3 separate regions of the Mus musculus genome follow, and regions 1 and 2 are each linked to region 3. Evidence: chromatin contacts called from public HiChIP or PLAC-seq data. All regions are on one chromosome and are shown on one strand. The core of a region is the stretch at or near the end of the contact, and the rest is flanking DNA. Distances in the headings are between cores, read along the strand shown.

Evidence for each region. HiChIP or PLAC-seq counts read pairs in DNA pulled down with a chosen protein or histone mark.
Region 1: an H3K27ac HiChIP or PLAC-seq map of embryonic stem cells shows a contact between it and region 3, with 8 read pairs. The contact joins the enhancer-like site here to the promoter of Gnmt in region 3. A contact is called at or near these places in 10 of 39 promoter capture datasets (cranial neural crest, frontonasal cranial neural crest, hematopoietic stem and progenitor cells and 6 more), 2 of 484 Hi-C or Micro-C datasets (cerebral cortex and neutrophils), 5 of 115 datasets of contacts at active chromatin or transcription factors (bone marrow-derived macrophages, double positive thymocytes and embryonic stem cells) and 3 of 9 other capture datasets (adipose tissue, liver and pancreatic islet).
Region 2: a contact with region 3 is called in an H3K27ac HiChIP or PLAC-seq map of embryonic stem cells, with 7 read pairs. The contact joins the enhancer-like site here to the promoter of Gnmt in region 3. A contact is called at or near these places in 3 of 39 promoter capture datasets (hippocampal neurons, liver and macrophages), 1 of 484 Hi-C or Micro-C datasets (rod photoreceptor), 1 of 115 datasets of contacts at active chromatin or transcription factors (embryonic stem cells) and 3 of 9 other capture datasets (adipose tissue, liver and pancreatic islet).

Annotation. Positions count from the first base shown.
Region 1 is chr17:46,798,453-46,801,979 of GRCm38.p6, forward strand. Bicral (BRD4 interacting chromatin remodeling complex associated protein like) reads right to left here. Exons shown (of 11, transcript NM_001100452.1): 11 at 1-3,377. The coding sequence ends at 2,596. Among named protein-coding and RNA genes, the nearest start is that of Rpl7l1, 18 kb to the left of the region's middle. Within about 2 kb of position 1,394, at least 21 of the 459 cell types and tissues checked have an H3K27ac peak or open chromatin away from gene starts, as enhancers often do. A contact at or near this core is called in bone marrow-derived macrophages, embryonic stem cells and neutrophils, where this site is marked.
Region 2 is chr17:46,816,482-46,819,567 of GRCm38.p6, forward strand. The region is part of intron 4 of Bicral (BRD4 interacting chromatin remodeling complex associated protein like); the gene reads right to left. Among named protein-coding and RNA genes, the nearest start is that of Bicral, 13 kb to the right of the region's middle. Within about 2 kb of position 1,485, at least 21 of the 459 cell types and tissues checked have an H3K27ac peak or open chromatin away from gene starts, as enhancers often do. A contact at or near this core is called in embryonic stem cells and liver, where this site is marked.
Region 3 is chr17:46,727,531-46,731,026 of GRCm38.p6, forward strand. Gnmt (glycine N-methyltransferase) reads right to left here and starts at 1,635. Exons shown (of 6, transcript NM_010321.1): 1 at 1,416-1,635. The coding sequence starts at 1,621.

The sequences.
Region 1 (3,527 bases), core at 144-2,643, 71 kb after region 3:
AAGTCTCCAGAACTAAAGGGTTTCCTTATCGTAATTGCCAGTTCAAAATTTGCTTCATCTTTAGGCAGTACTTAAGGACACAGAAAATCAATGCGTAATAACAAATTCATACTTTTCCACAACAACAAACGGATTAAAAACAAAGGGAAGAAAAGGTGATTTTTTTTTTTTGTTACTGAGCACGCGTTCTAGAACTCAACTGACTAATGACCCTGAACCACCAACGTTGGCCACTGAGGCAGAGCGCTTCCCTTCAGCAGTGGGGGCTCGGGAGTGAGTTATGACCCATGTGGTGTAACCTAATCACAGGAGTAAAATACACTTTGTAATCTTCATTTGTCATTATCTAGAGTCTTTCCTCCATAAAAAGTAAACTTACATACAAGGACACAAAAATTTACAAGTTTCATTTTGGTACAGTAGGCTCTCCTTGTGTGGGACTAATGTCATGGTGAGAAGCCCTGTAACCTGACACACAGGAGAGAAAACTAGGGCCAGGGCCGGGGCTGGGGAGGGAGGGAAGAGATAACAAATATACACGAGACTTTCTTGTCTCTTGAGAATTCCACTGATTTGCAATAATTAAAGTAATTCATTAGTAGCCATGTGCTGCAGGCATCCAGGGGCCATCTTGAATGGTAACCATGTGGCTATGAGAAGAGCCTGTGACAGAGAGATCAGGGCAGCCCAGACAGAGGTCTAACTGGTAAACAACTCATCTTTCTAATGTGTTATAATACAGGAAGGAAGTCAGCAACTTGGACATTGGCACAGAGAAGGAAGAAAAGGACAACTCGAAGACAGCCCAGACTCTTCTAGTTTGGTTGGCTGGGCTGTGGGCGGGAGAAGGTCCATCGCTCTCAAAGACTGGCTGTCTCACAGAGTTTTTTTGTGTAGTGGACAGAGGGGTAAAAAAGGCCCACACAGTCTGCTATTGCTCAAATTTCTCTCCTTCTGTGTTTGAGGCAGGGGTGTGTTATATAGCCCAAGCTGGCCTTGAACCAGTGACTCTCCTGCTTTAGTCACCTGACTGTTGGGATTACAGGTGTATGCCACCATGCCTAGATTGTTGCTGTGTTATGTGAAAAAAAGATAAAAATCAAAATCAAAAGCCTTCCTTTCCATTGCAGGCCAATCTGGAAAAGAAACACTCTACATGATGACCATAGGGACAACTCCATTTTGGGGGTATAACGAAGCAGAGGAGATCAACGGATGCATTTACACAGCCTGGGGATGAACAGAGGGAGGAAGCCCTCACAGGCATCAAAGCTACCTCTGGATCCCAGAGGTTGATGGAGACGTGGGAGGAGGGTTGCAGACACAGCACTGTGGGCCATTACCACACAGGAAGAAGCAAGTAGCAACAGAACACGCCCTGGTGCAGGCCCGCACAGAGGGAAGGATGAGGGCCACTCCCGGAAAGGAACAAAAATAATAAAGAGGAAGGCTCGATCGCTATGGTGAACTGGACCACACACAGCGGGGGCGGGGCCAGGACATGGCCCCCTGTCTCCTGCCTCGGTTCCTTCCTTCAGTGGCCTGCTGGTTGTGACCTTTGGTTTACTGTGTTTGGGAATGAATGACTGATACTGTTGACTACTATTCTCACGAACAAGGCCAGAGTCCCGTTCAAAAGCCTCAACTGAAAGAGTACAACACAGTTTTTAAGTGAAAGCCTTTTGATGCTTGGCTAAGGGCTGAGGGAAAGGGGACAACGAGGTTGAATGGAACAGAATTCAGCGATAATAAAGAACATAGGTTATGTTGACTTCACCCAATTATAAAATGCAAACCTCTTTTAAGTTGATGGAATACACGGAGACCCCGGTGCCTCCCCAACTCGCTGCCTTACAACTGACTTCCACTGTTCCCTAGTGAGCCTGTGAGAATTTCAGGGCGTACACCTGGGGCTAAGAACAGACCATTCTCAGACAGAATTCAGCACGAATGTGTTGAAGACAAACACAAGGCTTTGCTTTTGCAGCATCGCACAGCACTGGATGTCAGGAGGATGCTCTGTGGCTGTGCTCCTGGCGTCTTAGCCAGGGCGGTGGGCTTCCAGGCAGAGCACCGGCTACCCACCACTCAGCGGGCTGGTCAGGGAGAGTCTTCCCTACGCAGATACCCTCTCCCCCTGGAACAGAACAAAACCAAACCACTACTTTGGAGCTGCAGTGAGAAAGTCTTTAAATCAGTCCTGTTTGATTTTTCTTTAATAAGTCTGTTCTTTTGAAATGACTTATGATTGTCAAAATTTTACCCAGGGCCAAGTGTACTGTGGTCTTGAGCGACAGTGCTAAGAAACAAACCACAAAACAAATTAACGAACAACAATGGCCGTAAGCACTTTCGTAACACTTGAAATGTGGAGGGCCTATCGGACTGCTTTCTAGAGAGAGGTGGGTGTACTGAGGGGTCTCCCCGCAGCCATGACGACATGTATTGCTCTTCAAAAGAACAGGGTGAGATTAGAAAGGATAACCTGTGATGGAGGACCAAGCAGGCTGGAGACAGACGGGAGCCGTTTCCATTTGCTTTGCTGGGAGAGAGTGTAACTGGTCCGGGGCAGGGTCTGGAGGAGGACGGCTGCTATTAACACTCTAGAATACTATTTACAGCTGCTTCTAAAATGGAGTCCGTTTCTACAACGCCTTCACTGTGGTCCGGGATGAATTTTTCTAGGCAGTTTTCCTGCGAAGCCATTGGAGAAAAGCTGGGGAAGTCCAGGTCCGCCGCACCGCTGGCCGTAGGGTCGCTTGGCGGCCGCCCCGAGTTCTTGAGTTCCAGGATGTTCTTAAAGGTTTTCTCTAGGCTCTTGGTGAGCTGGAGATCTGGCTGGGGCTCACCCGACCCTTTCATGATGTCTGTGTGTAAAACCTCATTCTTTGGGGAATTCCTCAGCGCTTTGTCCTGGAAGGAGTCGAGACAGGGCATCTCCATGTGCGAGCTGGCCAGGACGCCGGGGAGCTTGCTCTCAGAGCCGTGATCTGGCCTGGGCAAGCTTTTGCGGTGGCCCTCGGGGCCCGGAGAGCACCTGCTGACCTTGGCAGGGTCCCTCCGGCCGCCCTTGTCCTCAGGCGGACCCCGGTATTGGCCTAAGACCCCTCTGTCAAATTTCAGTGTTCTACTGTGGCCTTCTGACTTTTTAGAAATGTTTCCCTCTGCAGAGACCACGATGTGGTTAGGCACTAGATGAAACTGGTCATGATTCGTTGCTTCTGCCATGCCTGGCTTGGCTCGGTCTCTGCTTTGGGCCCTGGGCACCTGATGGAGCGAGCTGGTTTTGCTGCGATGCTGGTCACTCCTGTCAAGCGGGGTCTCAGGTACAGCTTCGTCAAGTTTGAAGGAACAACAGAAATCGGCCTGAAAACCCTCTGGAAAGGAGATCAGAAAGAACTTTAGCGGTCAGAGAACTAGCACAGGGCAAAGCCTCTCGATTGGGCAGGCACAAAGGCAACCCTGCAGTCCTGGCTAGCCCCACCCCTTGCCCTCTTCTGCTTATCTTCCCGCCCACTCCACTCATG
Region 2 (3,086 bases), core at 235-2,734, 89 kb after region 3:
GATGAGAGAACTGAAGACAGGTTTAGCCACACGCCACCTGCTGACAGGGCACAGGCAGGGATGACCCAACACTTGCTTCCCCAGGAAGGCTCCCTGCACCTGCTGCAGAATATGACCGCGGGAAAGAGGCAAGGCACAGTATCCAGCGGCCTGTGACCACTGTGCCTACCGCCTCCACTGTTGTGTGAGACTGTCACAAGGCGGCTTACGTGCAGCTCCAGGGAAAGGGTTAAAAATTATCTGGTCAGGGCCCGGCACTGTCTTGGTTACTGCCAATATCTCCATCATTCATGGAGAGGATGTTTGAGAGAGATTTTCACAGAAGAATCTCAAGCTGGGTGTGGTGGGTACCTATTAGCACTGGGGAGAAAGAGGCAGGTGGATGTCTGTGAGTTTGAGGCCAGTCAGAGCTACATAGTAAGCGACCCTGCCTTAAAAATGGTTTTTTTGTTTGTTTGTTTTTTGGTTTTTTGTTGTTGTTTGTTTGTTTGTTTTGTTTTGTTGGTTTTTCAAGACAGTGTTTCTCTGTGTAGCCCTGGCTGTCCTGGAACTCACTCTGCAGACCAGGCTGGCCTCGAACTCAGAAATCCGCCTGCCTCTGCCTCCCAAGTGCTGGGATTAAAGGTGTGCGCCACCACGCCGGGCAGTTTTTGTTTTGTTTTTGTTTTTTGTTTGTTTTTTTAGATTTATTTATTGGTTATATGTAAGTACACTGTAGCTGTCTTCAGACACTCCAGAAGAGGGAGTCAGATCTCATTATGGATGGTTGTGAGCCACCATGTGGTTGCTGGGATTTGAACTCTGGACCTTCGGAAGAGCAGTCGGGTGCTCTTACCCACTGAGCCATCACACCAGCCCCGTTTTGTTTTTTTAAATAGGGTTTAGAGACTTATTAAAAGCATAGGAGAAGAAAGCAAGTCTGTCTAGCTGGACACCTGCAGACACAGTAAGGTGTGTATGTGTGTGTGGGGTAGGGGATAGGAGAGAGGCAGGGCTGGAGACCAAGACAGAGAATTCAGCTCGCTCGCACCTGCACCCTCACACCCAAGGCCTTGAGGGTGCATGCTGGCTCCTGGCTCTCAAGGAATTTTAGAGCTACTAAACCTTTTGGAGCTCTGAAAAGGCTTAGACCTATCATAGTTTTTGCTTGACACGCTAAATTCTCATAAAAAGCACCTGGCTTACTTCCGACTTGTACATTTGGATCCATTTAGAAGGCAGTGTAAAGCCTGGTGTTCCTTTGGGCTCCACAGAGGACGCCTGGCTCTCAGTTAGAGGCAAGGCCTTCCCAACCACGCCTCCAGCAGCAGGCAGAAGTGCTCAGTGCGGTAGGTGACCTGTCAGAGGCAGAGGGCCCGTGCGAGTGCCTCCAATGGGCTCGCCCCTTGGGACAACTGGAGCACTGAGAAGAAGAAAGTAGGATAAGCACAAAGAAGCAACCAGATCAGAGACGGGACTACACGGACGGTCTGGAGGGGGGAGGTATAGATGAGCAGGGAGTCACAAGCTCATCTGGGCCACACCTAATCGCTGGCTGAAGACTCACTACACTGTTTATCTACTTTGTCCAAGTATGTTTTTATCTTTACATTTCGGGGGCATGGGGAGCACATGCCACAGCGTGTATGATTGTGGTGGTCAGAGGGGACAGCCTGTGGGACTGGGTTCTCTCTTTTCAACGTGTGCTTTCCAGAGACTATGCTTAGGCTTTGCGGCTGCTACCTTTACCTGCTGAGCCACCTCGCAGGTCCTTAAGTCTTTTTTTTTTTTTTTTTAATTTATTATATGTAAGTACACTGTAGCTGTCTTCAGACACACCCGAAGAGGGCGTCAGATCTCATTACGGATGGTTGTGAGCCACCATGTGGTTGCTGGGATTTGAACTCAGGACCTTTGGAAGAGCAGTTGGGTGCTCTTAACTGCTGAGCCATCTCTCCAGCCCTCCTTAAGTCTTTTTAAAAATGCTGATTTTTTTTCCTTCTGGATATGATAGCGCATGACTTAAAATTAATCCCAGCACTCAGGAGGCAGAGGCAGGCAGATCTCTGAGTTTGAGGCCAGCCTTGTCTGCAGAGTGGGTTCCAGGACAGCAATGGCAGAGCCCCCTGGAACTGGAGTTATAGACCGTTGGGAGCTGTCCCAAGCGGGCGCTGGTAATGGCGCTAAGAGCAGCCAGTGCTCTCAACCCTGGGTTAAAGGTGTAAGGTCACCAATGTGCAAACAACATTTTCTGACTGAATTCTGGGTGAAAATCTACTGTAAAGTGCACGAATGTCTTGATCACAGAAATCGGCATTATCTGGCTTGGCATTAACTCTCTTGGTGGGGCGGTAACAACATGAAATGTCAGGAAGCCCCTCTTCTCGGGAGATGCTGAAGAAGTTACAGGCAAACAGTCGGAGTGTTTATAAAGGACTTTGAAATGTGTTTGTTCTTGAGCACACTACATAGACACACATGGACCCTTAGTACGAGTAACACAGATACTGCAGAATCTAGGCTATGGGAGACAGACACCAGGCGAGCAGTTTTCTGTCCCCTTTCAGTTTCCATGGCTCCGAGTCTCAGACTGAGCCCAGGCTCCAGGGGTCACTGTAAGCAAGCAGTGGCTGGAGAGCAGGGGGTAAACTTCCTGCTCTCTGTGAGTGCTTGGGGCAGAGCTGACTAACTACCCACCCTGAACGCAACGCCAAGAAATGCAGTCCTCGAGAATGTTAACAGTTAAAAATAGATTACTATGTGTGTGTGCACATCTGTGCATGTGTGCGAGTGTGCACGTGTATGCCAGTATGCATGTGTGTGTGCATGTGTGGAGGTACGAGGACACCTTTGTGGACTGGGCCCTCCCCTTCCTTCCAGCGGTACATGGGTTTCAGGGATCAATTCAGGTTCCAGGCTTCTTCAGCCACTGCCTAACTGCTGAACTCTTTCACTTGCGCATAAGATGAACCACAAATGCTGGATTAGGAGACTGGAAGGTTTGGCTCAGCAGTTTAAGAACACTTGCTGCTCTTGCAGAGGGCCTGAGTTCAGTTCCCAGTGCCCACCTTGGGTGGCTCACCACTGCCTGCAACTCCAGCTCCCGG
Region 3 (3,496 bases), core at 385-2,884:
AAGTGACCCATTAAGAATTTTCCTGGGGGCTGGTGAGATGGCTCAGTGGGTAAGAGCACCCGACTGCTCTTCTGAAGGTCCAGAGTTCAAATCCCAGCAACCACATGGTGGCTCACAACCATCCGTAACAAGATCTGACTCCCTCTTCTGGTGTCTGAAGACAGCTACAGTGTACTTACATATAATAATAAATAAATCTTAAAAAAAAAAAAAAAAGAATTTTCCTTATCAAGTAGCAAAAAAATTTTTTGAGAGTTTTTTTTTTTTTGTTTTTTGTTTTTTTTTTAGCCTGGTTTAAACAGTGAGTTCCAAGACAGCTGGGGCTACAAAGAGAGACTCTGTTTCAAAAAAATTTTTTTTCAAAATTTAATTTCATGTGTCGTGCCTGAATATGTGCATCATGTGCATACCTTGTGTCTGCAGACCCCAGAGAGGGTGCTGGGCACCAAATTTGGGTCCTCTGTAAGAACATGTGCCATCTCCCCAGCTGCCTCTTATTAGAAACAGGGTCTCCTAATGTAGCCCTGCAGGGCCTGGAACTCACAGAGAGCCACCTATTTAGGACTCCCTGAGTGCTGGGATTAAATATATGTGCCACTACTCCTGACATCAACACATTTTTTTTTATTTTTAATTATGTCTGTATGTGTAGTACATGTGAGTACAGTGCCCTCCACGGCCAGAAGGGAGCGCTAACCTCCCCCTGGAACGGAATTCCAGGCGATTATGAGCCACCTGATGCAGATGCTAGGCACTGAGAGCCTGTCTTCTGCCAGAGCCTAAGGGGCTCTTAGTAGTCGGACCATCTCACCGGCTCAATGGCTTTTTGTTGTTGTTTTTGTTTTTAAATCATAGTCAGGCATTCTACAAAAGTGCACTTGAGAACCTGGCATACTGGTGCTCCTGGAAATATCTCAGTCAGAGGTGTCCGTGAGTTCTGGGCTGAGTCGGGAGTGTGGGCCAGACACTATCCTGGTCTGTATCCTCTCCACCAAATGGGGGCCTTTTACCTCTTGGAAATGACTTTTTCTTTAGTACTACTGGTTGGAGAAAAGCGCTGCTCACCTCGTGGGGTTTTGTTACAGCTTGCAACACACGTACCCAAACTCCTGGCACAGCACTTGGCTGTGCAAACGTGCTACAAATGTTCTGTTCACACTGCCAGAGGCCAATCGCAGGAGGAACAGCGCCGGAGCCAAGGATCCACCTTGACCCAAAGCTCGGATTTTGCTCTGTCCCATGAATCCTTCTCTGCGCACACCCTGGCCCCTTCCCGCACTGTTTCGGCAGATGCTCTCCCATGCCCATACTACCCTGATGAGCAAGGGCTCTTGACCCCCTAGTACTGCCTGCCAGGCTCCAGCCCGCAGAGGCTGCCCAGACTGGCCTAAGCAGGCCGGCCCGTTTGGACTCACCCTGTGCCACAGGCTACGTCCAGCACCCTGTGGCACCCGTGCTGGCGCAACAGCCCAAGCAACCACGCCTTGTACTCTGCGGTACGGCTGCGGGTGTCCCCGATGTACAGCTGCCACACACGTGCGGCCTCCCCATCTGCATACTGGTCCGGGAGCCCTTCGGCCGCCACCCCCAGGGAGCGGGTACGGTACACGCTGTCCACCATCCTGACCGGCGCCTGGCTCTCAGGCCACGCGATCCGCACTTATAATCCTCTGGCAAGGCAGTCCCACCTGGCCAATGGCAGGTGAGAGCAGGGACACGCCCCTGCTGGGCCCTGGGCCCAGAGCCAGGCTTGCTGCCTCTGCCTTGAGGATGGCTCAGCACAGCAATCCTGGACCTGGCTTAGTAAGACAGGTCAGATAGGACTCGCCAGGGTGGCCGGGAGGAACTCACAAAGTAAAGCAATGAGAGATCACTCCACCCCTACCCAAGGAGGAAGGGGAAGAAGCCTGAAATCCACCCAAAACAGAATTATTACATGCCCAGCCCAGCACAGTGTCTACACAACACTGCTTATCATTTAGTGGAGGGAACACTCCGCTAAAGAGAGCCACTGTGTCGGGACATTATGAACAGTCTTTGAGAAAGATGCCCATCCAAGTACAAGAGTACACCTGGAGATAGGCGTGTCTCTCTTCCCCTCCCCCATACCAGCCAGGAGCCTCCTAAGGTAGCCTGGGCCTTCCAATCCATGGGCTTTATACTCTGCAATCTCTTAAAGGCTGGGTGTAGTAAGGTGAGACAGGAGGATTATTAGTGCTCAATGAATTAGTGAACAATGTGGGAGACATAGCAAGCCTTCCATCTGCTTTCCATGGGAGCACCTTCAGAGAGGAAAGTTGGGGGTCGGCAGGGAAGGTGCTCATGGCGCCCGCTCGGGCTAGCGTCACTGTATAACCTGAGGGTCCGTTTCGTGTTACCCGCTCACCCTTTTTACCCCACCAAGGACAAGATCCCAGCCGGGCTAAAGTCGGCTCTGGAAGATGCGTGTGAGCGACGAGAAGCCTGCCCCGCCTGCCCTGCCTGCCCACACACTTCCAACTCTGTGAACACTCGTTACGTGGAAAGAAGAGAGAAGACAGGGAGCATCCCGCCCGCCCGCCCGCCCGCCCTCCCTTCGCCTTCCCAATGCAGGGTGAACCCTGGAGATGGAAGGAGGCCCACAGTTGTGTGACTTAACCTTCTTATAGTAGGTATGGCTGTTTTGACTTCATAGATGTCAGTATGTGTCTGACGCCCGTGGAGCCCAGAATCGAGAGCTTCAGATACCCTGAACCTGCAGTTGTAGACAGTGGGGAGCCACTCGGTGGTGCTGAGGACACTGAACCCCACAGAGGACCAAGTGGTTTGTTTGGTTTGGTTTGGTTTTTGTGAGAAAGGGTTTCTCTGGCTGTCCTAGAATTCACTCTGTAAACCAGGCTGGCCTCGAACTCAGAGATCCGACTGCCTCTGCCTCCCAAGGGCTAGGGCTAAAAGCGTGCGCTACGACCCTAGCTGCAGATAGGGCTTTTAATGGCTGACCTATCTCTCCAGCCCATATTTTTTAACTTTTGTTAGCACAGCGCCAATCTCAAATGGTTCTGACCAGGCTCAGTCTTGGGGACTCAATGTCCCTACACACAGGCCTCTGACACTATGCTCAGAAAGATTCTCGAGGCTGAGTGTGATGGTGTGTGCCTGTAAGTCCTATACTTGGCAGCTGAGAACAGAAAAGCTGGAGTTCAAAGATATTCTAGGGTACATAGACTTCAAGGCAAATCTGGGCTACATCAGTCCCTGTGGAGACAAAGCAGAGAGGAGAAACTGTATTTGGGAATTTCAAGTAAATCCAATGCCACGTATCAAAGCATTTTGGGGGTAAACCTATCAATCCTAGACTTTTTTCAAATCTCATCTCAGCATCTTAAGTGGTATCTTTTATTTACTTAGGGTTTTTAAAACTGGGGAACCAGGCATGGTGGTGCATTTTGTTTGTTTGTTTGTTTTTTGAGACAAGGTTTCTCTGTATAGTCTTGGCTGGCCTTGAACTCACAGAGAT